2 separate regions of the Mus musculus genome follow, and region 2 is linked to region 1. A link is a contact called in public HiChIP or PLAC-seq data. All regions are on one chromosome and are shown on one strand. The core of a region is the stretch at or near the end of the contact, and the rest is flanking DNA. Distances in the headings are between cores, read along the strand shown. Region 1 holds the start of Bub3 (BUB3 mitotic checkpoint protein). Region 2 has its middle 54 kb from the start of Gm34645.

What was found. HiChIP or PLAC-seq counts read pairs in DNA pulled down with a chosen protein or histone mark.
Region 2: an H3K4me3 HiChIP or PLAC-seq map of stem cell-derived neural progenitor cells shows a contact between it and region 1, with 61 read pairs. The contact joins the enhancer-like site here to the promoter of Bub3 in region 1. A contact is called at or near these places in 15 of 39 promoter capture datasets (the 3T3-L1 cell line, 3T3-L1-derived adipocytes, the C10 cell line and 8 more), 1 of 15 datasets of contacts at CTCF or cohesin (stem cell-derived epiblast-like cells), 5 of 484 Hi-C or Micro-C datasets (cerebral cortex, embryonic limb bud, embryonic stem cells and 1 more), 29 of 115 datasets of contacts at active chromatin or transcription factors (the 230-238 cell line, acute myeloid leukemia, astrocytes and 18 more) and 3 of 9 other capture datasets (adipose tissue, liver and pancreatic islet).

Annotation. Positions count from the first base shown.
Region 1 is chr7:131,559,082-131,562,380 of GRCm38.p6, reverse strand. Bub3 (BUB3 mitotic checkpoint protein) reads right to left here and starts at 2,011. Exons shown (of 8, transcript NM_009774.4): 1 at 1,927-2,011; 2 at 1,477-1,671; 3 at 775-844. The coding sequence starts at 1,671.
Region 2 is chr7:131,880,571-131,883,937 of GRCm38.p6, reverse strand. No RefSeq gene overlaps it. Among named protein-coding and RNA genes, the nearest start is that of Gm34645, 54 kb to the right of the region's middle. Within about 2 kb of position 1,512, at least 3 of the 459 cell types and tissues checked have an H3K27ac peak or open chromatin away from gene starts, as enhancers often do.

The DNA of each region.
Region 1 (3,299 bases), core at 762-3,261:
GCTTTCCAGTATACCTACATCCAATACAGGGCAGGCAAACAAAGCTCAGAGCGCTTTGCACGTCTTGGGTTCCATTCCAAATCCTGCCACAGTGAAATCATAAACCTCTTAAGAAATGTTTTTACACAGCCAACTGAAATACATTCTCCTGCTAAGAACGCAAAGGCATCACTAAGATAAATATGACGGGGCTACCGTGCTCCATTTTTAAAATGTACTTTTTTTTTTAGCCTGTGAAAAGACCAACCTAAAATATCAAACTGTCCAAAGAAATCCTGACAAACCGGACCCTGAGTCCAGTCCGCTGCTTAAGACTTCTAATAGTGACAGTCAAATGCTTAAATGATGCTTCCACTAGACACTTAAGACAGTGCTCAGGGGCTGGAGAGATGGCTCAGCAGTTAAGAGCACTGGCTGTTTGCTCTTCCAGAGGTCCTGAGTTCAATTCCCAGCAACCACATGGTGGCTCACAACCATCTATCTGTAATGAGATCCAATGCTCTCTTGTTATGTGTCTGAAGATAGCTATAGTGTACTCTTATAAATTAAATAAATAAATCTTAAAAAAAAAAAAAAAAAAGACAGTGCTCAGAAGGGGCTTTACTGCAAAATTCAGGTTCCATTTGTGGTAACTTAATCCAATTTTAAAAGTCTATTATCAAAGCCGTGTTCCGCCTTCACATAAGTACTGAAAACACCTACTCTTCTTAAATAAGCATTTCTACACAAATACACTAGTAAAGAAAAACTGGTAAAATGTAGCTATATTAATACCTTGATCAGTGTTCAAATCGTGCATTTTCAGTTGATGATCTAATCCACCACTCCAGGCATGCGTTGGATCCTACAAAGCAAAATTTGGGTTTGATTTTTTTTCTTTCTTACTTTTTTTTTTTTTTTTTTGGAAGACACTATGTAGCCCTGGTTGGCCTCAAAACTCAAGAGCTCTTCCTGCCTCTGCCTCTGGGATTAAAGTTGTGGCCACCACATCCTCCCACCCCACTCTTACATTTGGAGCCAATTCAAAGTTACAAAGCTTTAGCAAGCATTTTCAACATTGCTATTTCTACAGCCAAGTGTTATGTCCAGTGTGACAGAAACTAAGAAGCAAACAAAAATGCAAGTTAGTGATCTCCACAAGGAAGCAAATACAAGGTGGACACCAGGAGTTAAGGCTAAATTAGACAACATTCATTACTTTTCAAAGGATAGCTAAAAATCAGTCTTGCTGCTAACTTCAATTATCTATGTCCAGAAAGTTTACTCAAGTCTGAATTTACAAATGGAGATTGAAATTGCCACGAGAGAAGAAATAAGAACACAAACCATTGTAGTAGGCTTGATGCCAGGCTAAAGGGAAGAATTCCCGAGTAGTTATGAACTATCAGAATTCTCGAACCGTGTATGAGATGCTACTGGCAAGGCCTAGGACATCTCAGTATTAAGGGGACAGGAGCAGAAACTGAATCCACCTACGTAGAAGGCGCAGTCCAGGACAGCACCAGTGTGCTGGTACTTGAGCCTCATGGAATTGGCGGGCACATCGTAGAGGCGCACAGACGTATCCCAGGAGGAGACCAGGAGGAACTGGGATGTGTTGGGGCTGAACTTAACCGAGGAGATGCCATCCTCGGGTGGCTGGTTCAGCTTGAATTCGTTCGAACCGGTCATCTGTAGAACAAAACGCTAAGTCTGAGTTCCTAACCGGAGCAACAGAGGCCGGCCACGGCCTGCGCCTGCGCGAGTCCCCCTTGATCCAGGCCGGCCGCCATCCCGCTTCCGCCGAGCTCCACCCGGCCTGGCCTCCTTCCTTGCCCGCAGATCCCCATATAAAACACAATGGACCTCGACCGGATCCCTCTGTGCATCGATGCGCCGGCCACGGGCCACAGATCCCGCTCCGCCCGCCCTCGCCCGAACCTCTACCTCCTGTCCGCCTAAGCAACGTTTCTGCACCGGCCACTACCGATCCGCTTCCCTCCGAGCACTCGCAGGCAAAGCGGAGAAGGCGGAGAGGAAGCTCCGGAGCAGGCCTATCATTGGCTGATTTTGAACGCCAACGGCTCGATCTCGGCAGCTGATTGGTCTGATTTACTGCTTGCCTCATTTTCCGCAGTCATCCTGTTCCGGCTCAAAGGGAAGCCGCGTTTCCCCCCCCCCCCCCGTTCACCGGGTCTCTTAGTACCTCCACGCCGAGGTTACATCTCTGGAGCTGCGGAGGGAAAACTACAACTCCCAAGTATGCTCAGGTCATGAAGGCGTTCACGCCCGCCCACAATTGTATGCTGCATGCTGGGAGTTGTAGTCTCCCTGGAGCTGCTTGCCTGAACATCCACAGACTAGAAGGCAGAAAAGAGATTTTATCTAGCTCTTGTGACATCCTTCTCCTCTATCTCTCAGACACAGAATTTCATTTTGGTTGATAACTACTATAGATATAAATTAATATTTTCTTTCTAGCCGTGCACATACCCCTGGACTTAATCCAGACTAGTCATACTGAAGAATAATTTCTAGTCAAAGGTACTATTTGCTTTTATTTTGCTGGGTTATCAATTTGTGAACTAGAGACTCATTTCCCTTGAGTTCTAGTGATCTCATTTTTATCGTTTCATCTCTCCACAGTTTTCAAGCACCTGAATGTCAGGCCTCTTAAGCAGCTCTGGGAATACACACTCAGTCAAACTACTCCTTGCTTTAGAAGAGTACCACACCCATAAGGGTGAACAGAGCAGGACACAAATATTTCCAATCTTTAACGATCAGCCAGAATCTCTTAGGAATGTTCATCATAGGACCTAGCATTGTGACTGTCCTCCCTCTCCCACCTTCCTCTGCATTATCATGGAAGTTGCAGGCTCAGTTTGCTGCACTTTCTGTTTCTAGAATCCTCTAAAAAATATGAGAATCAAAAGGTTGTTTTGGTTCTGTGAGAGAAAAGCAGTACTTAACAAACAACATAGTAGCATACTGACATGCAAAATGTTACTGAGTTTCTAATTAATCCTTGGATACAACTTCTTTTTCTCTGTCCCATCTTTTTGAGACAATCCCTTTTATTTTGAAATTGTTGCATGAAGTAGGAAGTTGTCTCTAGTTTTAAACTACTTAACTTTCAAGGTACATTTTTAAAAAAAAAGAAAAGAAAAGAAAAGAAAAATGATCTTGCCGGGCAGTGGTGGCGCAGCCAGCACTTGGGATGCAGAGGCAGGTGGATTTCTGAGTTCGAGGCCAGCCTGGTCTACAGAGTGAGTTCCAGGACAGCCAGGGCTACACAGAGAAACCCTGTCTAAAAAAAT
Region 2 (3,367 bases), core at 263-2,762, 320 kb before region 1:
TCTGTTTCTGTAATAAAATACCCTGATAAAAAGCAACTTAGAAAATAATGGGTTTATTTTAGCGTAAATTTTAAGGTGGTGATCCATCGTAGCACAGAAGGCACCAAGGCAGGGATCTTGAGGCAGCTACTCACAGCACAGCCACAGCTAAGAGCAGAGAAACAAATGCATATATGCTCACTTGTTTGCCTGCTTATGTGCAACTCAATTTCTCTGCTTCTATATGGTTCAGAACCCCCTGCCTAGGCAAGGGTTCCACCCAAAGTGGACTGGGTCTTCCCACGTCAATTTAGTTAATTAATCTTCCACAGTCATGTTCACTGAAAACCCATGGAGACAGCATCACATTAAGACTCTTTTCTCAGGTAATTCTAGACTGTATCCAGATGACAATTAAAGGCATTTACTTATCCTTGTTGGGAACTGGGAGGGTGGAAAGGGTCTAGGGGAGAAAGAGGAAGGGTATAAGGAACAGGAGGAAGCTCCAGCAACCCGAGTAAGTACCACACAGTGGACGTGGAAGGAAGGAGGCCCCAGTGTGGCTGTGCATGAGATGCAAAGCCACTGGAACTGCACTGCATGCTTCAGAACCCCCAAATAGTTGTGTCTTTGAGGAGACTCCCAGTCTCTCTGTGCCCCGAGTCCTTTCTAGGAATAGGGGCAACAGCACAGATGGAAATGCACGGTGCACAAGATTGGTGCTCGAGAGGGTAGGCAAGGCGATTTTTCAAGTTGGTATAGCAGGAGGTGTCACTTGCTCTGCAAGCCTTGTTGGCATTCCTCACTCTTAAGACTGGGTTCTTAAAGTCCCTCCAGTCTCCTCTGTGACTTGCTCCCTCTCTGCTGGTCCAACGACAGCACTTGAGATAGCTGACTTCCAGGCGAGGAGTCTCTGGCACCTGCCAGTACACCCTTACTGTTCCTTCTAACTGGAGCACTTTTGACTTTAGAACAAATCCCCTCCAGGGCTCACCTAGCACGGCTCGCAGTTACCCTCTCTCCATATGCCCCACTTCATATTCAAACAGCTCTGCTCACCTTTCACCTGGATTGTATTAGACAGAACGTATTTGAATTTTCTCATTTATTTTTGTCTCCCACTGGAACACAAACCCCACAAAAGGTGGGGGCTTTATCTTGGCCAGGTTTTCCTGTTTCCAACACCCTAGGTGTGTCACAGTTTTTCTTGTAATGACGAATTCCTTTTCTCACGGACATGTGAACTGGGGCTCAATGAGAGAATATTGCTTATCGAGAACTCTCTGCTCTCAGGCTTGGCTGGTCCCTGGGTGGTGTGCCGGTGGATATTTAAGATCTGGCACTCCAGGTTGTGTTTGCTGGTTTTACTGGTGTACATAGTGCCAAAATGGATGTTGCTAAATTATGTGTCTGGTGGGCTCTGAAAGAAAACAGTGTAAGCTGATGCAAAAAAGCTCTTGCCTGCCCTCCAGGCTGCGTCATATGCAGTACAGCTTCAAACCACCAGGGGGCAGCCTCTCCCCACTGAAGACATATACTCTCTCACCCCTCTGCACTTTTGCCAAGCAGGGCATGGTGGGTCCCTGTTTGGTTTCTGTGTTACCAGCAGTGCCTAGCCCTGGGTGGTTGTCTGCTGAAAACAGACATTGCCTGAACAAAAGTGAAGTAAGCGAAACAGATTGTAGGTCTGAATAGATCACTGGTGACCCCTGGTGAGGGGAGACTCAGTGAAGAAAGTCAGGATCCTGTCACCCTAAGAAGCTCTGGCAGGTGACACTTCCCAGCTTGCTTTTGGCTCTGTCTGAGGTCCTGACACCTAAAGGCCAGCTCAGGGTCCCTGGCTCATTCTCTTAACCCTGTCCAGTTGGGCCTTGTGGCTGAGACCAGCAGGCTAGAGTTCGACTTGGAATGCGTGAAATTGCCACATCCCCTTCTGGTATTCACTGTAACAGAGAGTAAGAACATTCCTTGGTAGGATCAAGCTCTGGGCCTTGCCTGGGTCTTCACCAAAGTGACTCCTTTACCCTGGTTAAGAAGCACGGGGCCAAGTCTGGAGCCTGTGTTTCCCAACAGTAAGTTCTGGCATTCATTTGCTGAGTGGTTTTCTGACAGCCAGCCCAAGGTACTGTGTGCTCACTGGACAGGAGTTTCTCCCACCCAGGCCTGTGGAGCCACCCAGTGGGGTCCCAGGGCCTCCTCACTGTTCCTCTTGGGATATTGTCTACCAGAGGCTGCAGAGGCTTCTATTCCCTTCCACGCATGCAAACGACAAACCTTAGGATCCTTCTTCTCTTCTCAGGCATCTCTAAGGGCCTTTACCCTTGGATTCACACACATCAACCACCAGTGAGGCCTGGTGGCAAAATATGAACAAAGCAACGTGTGGGGTTATCCCACTCCCAAGGAGCAGAGTTCAAACAGGAGTTCGGGGCCTAGGTCAGCCAATGAAGTCTGGAGAGGAAAATGTTGGGAGCCATTCCAGCAAAATGGCTCCCAACAGGGAGTAAGGTGGTGGTGGGGATACCCAGCCTCTTAGCTAGGGCTTCTTTCAGCTTCCTGGGCTGGTCAGTGGAGACCAAGCAAGACTGTTCCTCTGGTCAGCGAGAGTCATGTCCAGTCTGAGCAGCACAGCTGCACTTATAAAAACTGTGTGATTTTTCAGAAGGGAGGCTATAGCCATAAGTGTCACCTGGCTTTGCGCTAGCTGGTCCTTATGTCAGAGGAGAACTATGGAGCAAGACAAGGAAAGGCTTATCTTCCTGCAGTACTAACACTGTGAGGCAAGAATTGATGGCTCTGGTGTTTTAAAATGCAGGCAGCATCTTTAAAGGACATTGGCTAGGTTTTTTTAAAATGGAATTTGAGGACAACAGTACACAGGAGTCCCTAACCTAGAGCCTGGCCATTTTCTCACGGCCAGCATGTTGTATAACAGTCAATTCCCTGATGGGTGGGTCCAGTGCTGCTCCAGACCCCATCAGGGCCTGGGGTAAGAGGCCATTTGCTCTTTTGCAATCTCCCTTATTTGTCCAAAAAAAAAAAAAAAAAAAAAAAAAAAACTACACAAGAAGACCACACTGGCAGTTAAAATTGATTTTTTTTTGTTGTTGTTTGTTTGTTTGTTTTTCTGTTTTCTCATTTGTCCAACTCTTTTATGACTTGAGTGGAAAACAGATGGCATTCAGAGAAACTGAGGCAGGTGATGAGAGACTGCTATGTTGGGCTGAGGGTGGTGGAGTTTTAGGTCATAGTTTGGTCCTGTGGAAAGATATGTACTCTGTGACACAACTGGAACCCTCCTGTGCCCTTTGGATCATCCATCCATCCATGCCAGAGATCTAACAGAAGCACAATGAGAGATTTGCCAGGGATGAAGCTACACTCGCCC